Regions from separate parts of the Macaca mulatta genome. Here region 1 is linked to region 2. A link is a contact called in public Hi-C data. All regions are on one chromosome and are shown on one strand. The core of a region is the stretch at or near the end of the contact, and the rest is flanking DNA. Distances in the headings are between cores, read along the strand shown.

Region 1 (4,804 bases), core at 403-2,902, 180 kb after region 2:
CCAGTGTCAGCGGCATTAGATTAAAAAAAAAAAAGCAAAAACAAAAACAGAAAACAGTTATCCAAGTTCTTGCTTTTCTGTGTCCAGTAGAAAGTTCTGAGATTAGGGGTCCCCATCAACTGTAGGGGGCGCTTATCCTTGGTCTGCCATCTGAACTTGCTTGTTAAACTTGGGGAGTCCCCCCCCTATTATTCTTGGTAGGAAGCAGAGCTGGCTTTTCACCACAGAAACTGAAAATGTCAAAAATTGATTTCCAGTCCTCCTGAGGGATTTAGGGTCACCCAAACCTGTATGATGTCATCTTACTCAATTACATCTGCAAAAATCCTATCTCCAAGAAGGTCCCACTCTGAGGTTCTGGGCAGACATGAATTTTGGGGGTGTCAGGGAGACTCTGTTGAGCTCTCTATGTCTACTAATAATCTTTATTTATTTTTATTTTTTTTGAGACAGAGTCTTGCTTTGTCACCCAGGCTGGAGTACAGTGGTGTGATCTCAGCTCACTATAGCCTCCACCTCCAGGGTTCAAGCAACTCTCCTGTCTCAGCCTCTCAAGTAGCTGGGATTTTAGGCACCTGTCACCACACCCAGCTAATTTTTATATTTTTAGTAGAGATGGGGTTTCGCCATGTTTAATGTGAGAAATATTACATGCCTGTAATCCCAGCTCGGCCTATATTTCTCACATTTAATGTGACCTTTGTATGTTTCTTTTCTTTTTTTTGGGGGGGGATGAAGTCTTGCTCTTGTCACCCAGGTTCGAGTACAATGGCACAATCTCGGTTCACTGCAACCTCTGCCTCCCGGATTCAAGCGATTCTCCTGCCTCAGCCTCCTGAGTAGCTGGGATTATAGGCACCCGCCACCATGCCTGGCTAAGTTTTGTATTTTTAATAGAGATGGGGCTTCACCATGTTGGCCAGGCTGGTCTCGAACTCCTGACCTTGTGATCTGCCCGCCTTGGCCTCCCAAAGTGCTGGGATTACAGGCGTGAGCCACTGCGCCCAGCCAGACCTTTGTATGTTTCTTTGTGGACATATTGATGTATCAGATGGCACAGGGAGTGCTGCCCCAACCCCGCTGGTGGTGCAGTGTAATATCAGATATAGGCACCACATCACATTTCTAAAATATAAAAAGTGTAGAATTCCAAAGTGTATTGGGCTATAAGGGTTTGGATGAGAGATTTGGATGTATATTTTACGTCATTTTAAAGCTGAGGAATAGAGAGACTAAATATCAGTGCCGGTGAGCGGCAGTGCCTGGACTGGAATCCAGGGATTGGATCCCTGAGTTGAGTCTCTAACCACTAGACTCTCTTAAGAGAGGTAGACTGATGCTTATTAACTGCATGAACGAAGGAGTAAAGGAGGCTGACTGGGCCTTGTTCCAACTCCTGGGCTGTTTTGCCTGCTGCTAGGGAAATTCCTGTCTTTCTCTGGCAGAACATCTTTCTAAGCCCCGTGCTGCAGCTGCAAGTGTGCATGCAAAACATGCATGGACCCACACCACACACACAGACTCACACCTCGGAGAGGAGCTGCATGCTGTTATATTTCCTGGAGCTTTGTGGCTGCCTGTTGTTTCAGCGATCTCATCTTTATGAATGAGGCAAGAGAACCCACTAGTAACCAGGCGAGGGAGTGAAAACAGATGCTTTTCCAGCTAGGCAGGGCTGTGCTGAGCAGTTTGTCATTGTGGTTAAACCTCTGTCTCCATCAAGACACACTCCGTGTAAAAAATGATTACCGTTCTCTCTCTCTGACTTTAGGAACTGCTCCGGTCCTGAAAACTCACAGTCACAGCTAACAGGAAAAGGATAATTTGTCTGTTGGGTACTTAGACCAGAATAGGGTAATGGGGTACAGTGATGCTATTTCTGAAAGCGTGAAGGCCTAATTTCCTCCAGTCAAGAGGGGAAGTGAGCCTGCTTTGCGTGCTTGAAAGCTTCCTTGAGAGGAGGTGAGGTTGCCTCTAGAAGGCAGTGGAAAATCAACGTGGTTTTAAGTGTGCAAAAGTCTTCAAAAAAGCCTCAGGAATGAGATAGGCTATATGTTTGGCCAAGGACAGACCGTCAAGCAATATTGTTGATTGAAACACAGTTGTAGAAAGGTGAATAGTGTATGATTTCCTCCATGTTTTAAAAAAGGACATATATCTGTACGTGTGTGTGTGCAGATGTGTAAAAATATTTAAAAAGGACAAGAAGAATACTCTCTTACCATTAACACAGGAAGTAAATCAAAAACGGGGTGGGGGTGGGGAAAGCCGTGTCAGACAGAGAGAAGGGTGAGTTTGTGAGTTTCTATTTTCAGTCATATATACTACAGTGTTTTTCCTTCACTTCTGTAATCTAAAATAAAAATAAATAAAGTCAACTGGCAAAAGCAAACACCCAGGCAACAACTACATAATAAACAGAAAGCACTTTAATTTCTAAGAATCAGGAGGCTTCAGAACACGAAAGAGCTTCCTGGTTCAAGGCATTCCTTGTGAAATCATGTTTGGAAGCTGATCTGGGATTCTAACCCCGCCCGGAACAAGGTAGATTCTGTAAAGTAGTTATTGAAATTTCCCTGTTGAACAACAAATAAATGTTTGATTCTTTCTCTCGACCTCCGTTTAAAGTTATTAACTCTTCTTTTATGCTTACTGTTGTGGTGGTTTGTGTATATATGTGTGTGTGTGTGTGTGTGTGTTTAAAGCATAGGAAATGTCCAAATGACTAATGTTGTTTACATTCTATTCTTTAAAATACACATCATACTAGATGAAGGCATAAAACAATATCTTTAAATATTAAAGAAAAAAAATCCTGTTTAAAAACCAGCCTCGGCCGGGCGCGGTGGCTCACGCCTGTAATCCCAGCACTTTGGGAGGCCGAGACGGGCGGATCACGAGGTCAGGAGATCGAGACCATCCTGGCTAACACGGTGAAACCCCGTCTCTACTAAAAAAATACAAAAAAACTAGCCGGGCGAGGTGGCGGGCGCCTATAGTCCCAGCTACTCGGGAGGCTGAGGCAGGAGAATGGCGTGAACCCGGGAGGCGGAGCTTGCAGTGAGCTGAGATCCGGCCACTGCACTCCAGCCTGGGCGACAGAGCGAGACTCCGTCTCAGAAAAAAAATAAATAAATAAAAATAAATAAAAATAAAAAAAAAAACCAGCCTCTTCCAGAGCCTAAGAGAGATGCACTAGGCCCTTGAGGATGCTTGAGACTGTGTACAAAAAAATTGGGGTCTTTGGTTAATCTATTGTAAACCAATCAGGTTGCATTCTGGCTTTTAAGTGAAGTTTCACTACCTTGCTTGTTACTTTCGTTTAACTTATTCCTTATAAATCGGGTTAAGTAGAAAATAGGAAGAGAAAGAAGAGCTCAAGGAAGGTGGTGATGGCAGGTAAAGCTGGGAACAGGCGCCCCCCTTCTGCCTCATCTCCACTTGCAGAGACACCAGTAATTCAACAAATGGTGGCTGCCGGCAACGCCTCGGGTTGAGAAGCTTTCCTGGTTATGAACCTGAAACAGGCTTTTCTTACAGGCTTCTCTTAGGAAAACAATGTACTTAATTACTGGAATCTCAATCACATGCACTGAAAGAATAAATGACCAGCACGGGCAGATTTTGATTAAGACTTGTCAAGGGGTAAATGATTTTCTTAAGTTTGGGATTTTTAACTTTATAGGATACTCTTCTTGTTGGCAAAAGTTCATCAGTGTCCCTGGGGCTTTCAGGCTACAGAATTGTGTTAGAAACAGTCTGTGTGCCATCACCTTTTAGAATCTGCCCGTATTAAATGAGGATCAAGCAAAAAACATTTTGTTTCGATATATCAAATAAAATAAAGGTCCTTTGAAAGCTTGATCGAAACGTTAGGCTTTGTTACTGTCCTTTTCAAAGGACTATTACCATATTATTTCTTATTTGATTCTCTTAGCAACCGGGAGGTTGTAAGAGTAAACAATCTTTGTGTTATAGATGCAGGAGAAAATGCATAAAAGGCTAACTCATGCATGTAAACAACTGGTCAGAGAGTTCAGGATTCCTAGTCTGTTTTGCGCAACCTTTTCAGTGAAGGCAAATATAGCTCCTAGCAAGTTCTATTCAAGCATCTCCTCCAGGATTCATCTTGTACTAAAAGTTATGGAAAAAAATCTCGATGAGCTCAATAAAAAATCCAGAGAGGAGGCTTACTTAAGCACAATTCACCCCAAATCCCTACTTAAGACTTTTGGGAAGGGACTCATTTTGCCTTTGTCATCAGGTACACGCCAGAGGCATTTGTAAGTCTTGCCAGGAACTTAACTATTTTTGCTTTGTTTATTACCTGAGCTGGTTGTGCAGCTGTTAGTCTTAGAGAACCGTACTAGATCCCTGTGAGTGGGTGGCAATGTGATTCTGCAGACAGATAATAATTCTAGACAATTGTAGGCTCCTTTTATTCCAGGGGTGTGCCCTTCATTTACAGAAAGAAGCCTGAATCAGAGAATGGAAAACAGCTATGACACAGCAAAGCAGGAAACAAAAGAATGGGATTGGCTCTTACTTCCCCCGCCCCCCACCCCACCCCGCTTAACTTTTAGACTACATTGTCTTAAATGTAGACTTTGATCTAAATGTTGAGTCCCTTTTCATTACAACAGTAATTCAAAAGGCAGTATCTAGATATGCCTTTTGATGATCTGTTGGTCTTTGCTTAAGGAAAAACAAAGAAAAGTAACCTGGGCCAAATGCAAAACATGCAAATTAAGAATTCTGTGTGTGTGTGTGTGTGTCTGTGTGTAGCAAATAATGGGTTTCTAGT
Region 2 (4,770 bases), core at 2,218-4,717:
CCAAAGAAATTGCCGGGCAATTGTGAAGAGCCCCCAGGGATAAATTTAAAGGTTTCTCGTGACAATCCACACTAGGCCTGTATCTGCAGTCAGCTGCAGTCTCCGTTTGCTTCTCTTTGGGGTTAACTTCAAGGTTATGGGTGGTACTGCCGTCCGGAGGAGGAGTAACATCCGCCTTGGTTCTACAGATGAGGTTATTTGCCTGAGTTTCAACTGCTGATCTCTTTTTTAACAGGTCCAGGTAAGCAGGGGTAGGGATTTTATTCACTTTATCAGCACTGTCATCAGCTGCATTTTTATGGAAATCCTGAGTATCTTTGTGTGCTGGTGAGAGGACAGCGCTGCCCAGAACATTCTGAAAAACAGAAGGCATCTCCTTCAGCTGCTTTGCAGGTGGACTGCCTGTAACATCTTTGGCACCATCAAAAAATCTTTTCAAATTTTTGGTTTGCGCACTGTCCGCGGTGAATAGTGCATCTTCAGTGTCCTGATTTTTACCATCGCTCTTGGCTTCAGCAGCAGCGTCGGCTTGTTTCTCCTTGTGGTGTCTCTCCAAGTGATACCTCAGGGACGTCTTCTGGGCTGCAGCATAGTCACAAAATTCACATTTGTATGGTTTTTCACCTAAGGCAAGAAACGGCACTTTATTAGAGAAGTGTATGAAAAGCACTGAAATAGAGCAAAGGGCTATTTACTGAGAAAACAGGCTTCTTTCCTCCATTTGCTTTCTCTATCTGCTATCACCTAGTATTTTTTTTTTTTTTTTTTTTGAGACGGAGTCTCGCTCTGTCGCCCAGGCTGGAGTGCAGTGGCCGGATCTCAGCTCACTGCAAGCTCCGCCTCCTGGGTTCACGCCATTCTCCTGCCTCAGCCTCCCGAGTAGCTGGGACTACAGGCGCCCGCCACCTCGCCCGGCTAGTTTTTTGTATTTTTTAGTAGAGACGGGGTTTCACCGTGTTAGCCAGGATAGTCTCGATCTCCTGACCTCGTGATCCACCCGTCTCGGCCTCCCAAAGTGCTGGGATTACAGGCTTGAGCCACCGCGCCCGGCCTCACCTAGTATTTCTCATCAGTTCTTTATCACCCTTACTGTAATGAATATGTGAAATTGTGAATACTTATCTTCAGTAGAAAAATTAACAGCAACACTTCTAACTCATTTAATCTTCCTAACAGCCCTAGGGAAATAGGTATTATTCCACTTTTACAGTGAAGAAAACTAAAAGCACAAAAAGGTTAAATAACTTGCCCAAGGGTGCACAGATAGTAAGTGGAAGAGATGAAATTTCAAATCTACGCAGCCTCCTACACCATGATGTCATAGCTCCTTTCACAATCTCAAGACTACTAAATAGATTCTCATTTCATTCTCAATCATAAAGACATAAGATGCAGCATTTTAAAATATTGTAGTTTTAATAAGATGAGAGTCAGGATATAGCAGTCATAAACTAAACAAATGAACTTTGTCCAGGCACGGTGGCTCACGCCTGTAATCCCAGTGGGTGGATCACTTGAGGTCAGGAGTTCGAAACCAGCCTGGCCAGCATGGTGAAACCCCATCTCTACTAAAAATACAGAAATTAGCTGGGTGTGGTGCCAGGCGCCTGTAATCCCAGCTACTGGGGAGACTGAGGCAGAAGTATTGCTTGAACCAGGGAGGCGGAGGCTGCAGTGAGCCGAGATTGCACCACTGCACTCCAGCCTAGGTGACAGAGCAAGACTCCATCTCAAAAGACAAAAAACTTGACTGATTGCATCAGGCTCAAATTACAATGGCACTAAAAAAATAGTAATAACCGCTGTAATCAACACGCTACATATTTATCCTTAAGCTAGTCCAAGGATCTGGAAGAGTATCTGAACACCACCACCAAAAAATCAGAGAGATAACTACATCATTTTTAACTAAAGCATGGTTAAAAATATAAAAGTTCTTTACCTGTATGCGTTCTGAGATGAATATTGAGGTAATAATTTGAACGGAAAAACTTTCCACAATAACTACACTCTCTTGAAGATGTAAGATGCTTTATTTTTCCTCCATCATCATTTTTATCTTAAAGGAAAAACAGAAACATTTATATAAAAAGGTAGCTGAAGTACGGGAATAAGGCATGCTGACTTAAATGTTCTTGACAAACATTTTTGGAAAGCATGAAAAAATTCTTTAATATAATATCGGGTTAGAAAAGGCTAGACACACACCAAATGCTGTTTTGAGGTTGTCTGAAGTTTCAGAGTGTTGTAACGTGGTTTTGTTTTTTTTTTTCTGGGTACAGCAGAGTACACTATTAAAGATTCAGTTCTTTGTTTGCCTTAATCACAAAAAAGATCATTTAATAGACCGAACTGCCCGGACAGCTTCCGGTTCTCAGTATCTCTGTGAGCAGGCAGGATCTGGCAAACTGAAGGTGGACACACATACTGGGGGGAAAAATGATCTTCTTCAGAATCATTTAGAAAAATGAGCCAATTACAAACCACCAACCACCATGGGAAAAATAAGCCGTTTAAGGGTAAGATTAAACAAGTGACCACTAGAGGGCAGCAAGCACAACTTAATCTTCAACAGAAAAGAAAGTTTGGCATCGGGCAAGCACCTAGGAAAGTTTGTCAAAATTTAGCAAAGTTTTGGAAAGCAGGCTGTATTGTCCACAAACACTCATGTGGGCGAAACAGATCTGACGAATGAAAACCTGTGCCTAAATGACACAGTGTTTGGCTTCAGTCTCTGCAGGACAATAGGACAATGTGTCTCACGTGCATCAGTGAAGTCCACTCGAAGGAGGACAGAACTTCAGACACACACCGGCCCTCCAAAAGACTGAGAGGTGCCGCCGTTAAAATACCACCCCCAACACACATGAATGTTTAACTTTTAAATAAATGTCCCCTTACTGTAGATCATATGACTATCCACCTGTAAGACAGACACACCCTTGATCTATAGTCTAAAGAAAGACTTAAAAAAATTTACCTGATCTTCTTAAATCTTAAAAAAAGCCAGGTTGATAGTACAATATGATAAATCTAGACTACTAAGATAATATAAGTTTAGGAAAATCAATTCCCCAAAAACAGAATGGCCAGCTTTTTTTTCTTACAAGCATACCCAAACTAGCTGGGTTTATAACTGGGTGTTCTTGCAATTTCCGACTCCCAACTATGTGTCAGGATTTATGGTATGTTGCGTCATATCCAAAAAGCTATGAAATGCCTTTTCTTTAGAACAAAGGACGTGACATTTCCACATCTACCTGATTCCTGCTCTTTCAAGCATCACCTCTGACTTTACAGTTATATTTTTTAAAGGACTGTGATCTTTTTACAAATAGGCTGTTCAAATTGTCCTTGGGAGGTGGAAGACAAGGGTCAATGAACCATTTTGCAAACAGGGAAACAGTGGCAAAGAAAGGTTAAGCAACTCATAATTAGTCACAAAACAATGCAGTGGTAGAACGAGAACTCAGTGCCAAGCTGTGGTGCTTCCACCCACAGCCAGGCATTCGGTCCTGCCTGATGATCTAGCCCATGTTTTCCACACCACCCACCAGTAACCGGTCTTTTCATTTCTTTCAGGGCACTGGGGCATCTCACAAGGCCCCTTCAACAGTACCGGCACTAGCAGAAACCACTTCGCTAACTGGAGTCTGTGTTTAAAGCCTCTTTTTATGATGCCAGTAAGACATCAGATTTGTAGTATGCTAAGTGCTAGGTTTCCTGTGTCCCAGGAAACTCAAAAACATTCTAAAGATGTGATACACAGACTACAGTTCTCATGTCAATCACATGATCAAAAAAGGAACTGGCACTGCCTGAAGAGCAGGTGAAGGACGAGTCTGATCAACTGTGTGGGCAAATTCACCGTGGGTCTCATATACACAGTTCTCCAAAGAATTCACACACACAGCCAAGTTACACTGAGAGGAGGAGGAACTTGTTTGAACCGAGGACCACTTTAATAAAGGCTTCCCCAAGACCAATTCATGTTCTCATCATTCACTTGTCAATTATGGCCTGCCCATCAGGGGTCTTTTCCAACTGTTTGAAGCAGCAGGATCCTCTATTCAAACAAAATATTAAACTCTGATAGGAGAAGCTCTGGCTACAATGAGGATGGGCACAACTCCAAACACAGGTGGAATCCTCTGCCCTAGATAACGCCCACCAAGGTTCAGGAATATTATGTGAGCATGCCTTCAGTGATCGCCTTCTGTTTCTATAAATGCTGTTAGTACACTGAAAATTTTGCTGAGCAAATGAGCTTTCTTAAAAATGTCTTGGTGTGCCCACATTCCTTGTATTTTATGACAAATCATTTGGGTTCTTGAAGTACCTATTAATGGATACCAGCTTGCCAGACAGAATGGATAGGGTTTCGGACAGCACCAAATGGCTGCCCAAGTAATATTCCTGGCTCTAGTTGATCATCACTCCCAGTACCTCTTATGACCACTGGAAATTCACTACAGATAAGATCAGGAACACCAGAAAACCTTACGTGAAGGCTAGGGTCTCTCAATGATGAAACTATTGATACTTGGGACCAGATAATTCTTTGATGATGGGGCTGTCCTGTGCATTGTACCATACTGAGCAGTGTCCCTGGCCTCTGCCCACTGGATGCCAGTAGGCACACAAGCACACGTGCATGCACACACCCCCACACACAGTATAACAACCAAAATGCCTCCAGACATTGCCAGATACTGACTGGGAGCAAATCATCCCAGTTAAGAAGCAGTGCATTTGGACTGGATGCACAAG

What was found. Hi-C and Micro-C count contacts between places; a contact is called where the count stands out from the background.
Region 1: a contact with region 2 is called in a Hi-C map of CD4 T cells, with 2.8 times the contacts expected there. The contact joins two enhancer-like sites. A contact is called at or near these places in 2 of 14 Hi-C or Micro-C datasets (CD4 T cells and fetal cortex germinal zone).

The regions. Positions count from the first base shown.
Region 1 is chr10:106,591,524-106,596,327 of T2T-MMU8v2.0, forward strand. No RefSeq gene overlaps it. Among named protein-coding and RNA genes, the nearest start is that of ZNF217, 150 kb to the left of the region's middle. Within about 2 kb of position 1,653, at least 30 of the 40 cell types and tissues checked have an H3K27ac peak or open chromatin away from gene starts, as enhancers often do. A contact at or near this core is called in CD4 T cells, where this site is marked.
Region 2 is chr10:106,409,859-106,414,628 of T2T-MMU8v2.0, forward strand. It overlaps ZNF217 (zinc finger protein 217), which reads right to left. Exons shown (of 7, transcript XM_077952005.1): 4 at 1,943-2,059; 5 at 1-624. Among named protein-coding and RNA genes, the nearest start is that of ZNF217, 30 kb to the right of the region's middle. Within about 2 kb of position 3,468, at least 7 of the 40 cell types and tissues checked have an H3K27ac peak or open chromatin away from gene starts, as enhancers often do. A contact at or near this core is called in CD4 T cells, where this site is marked.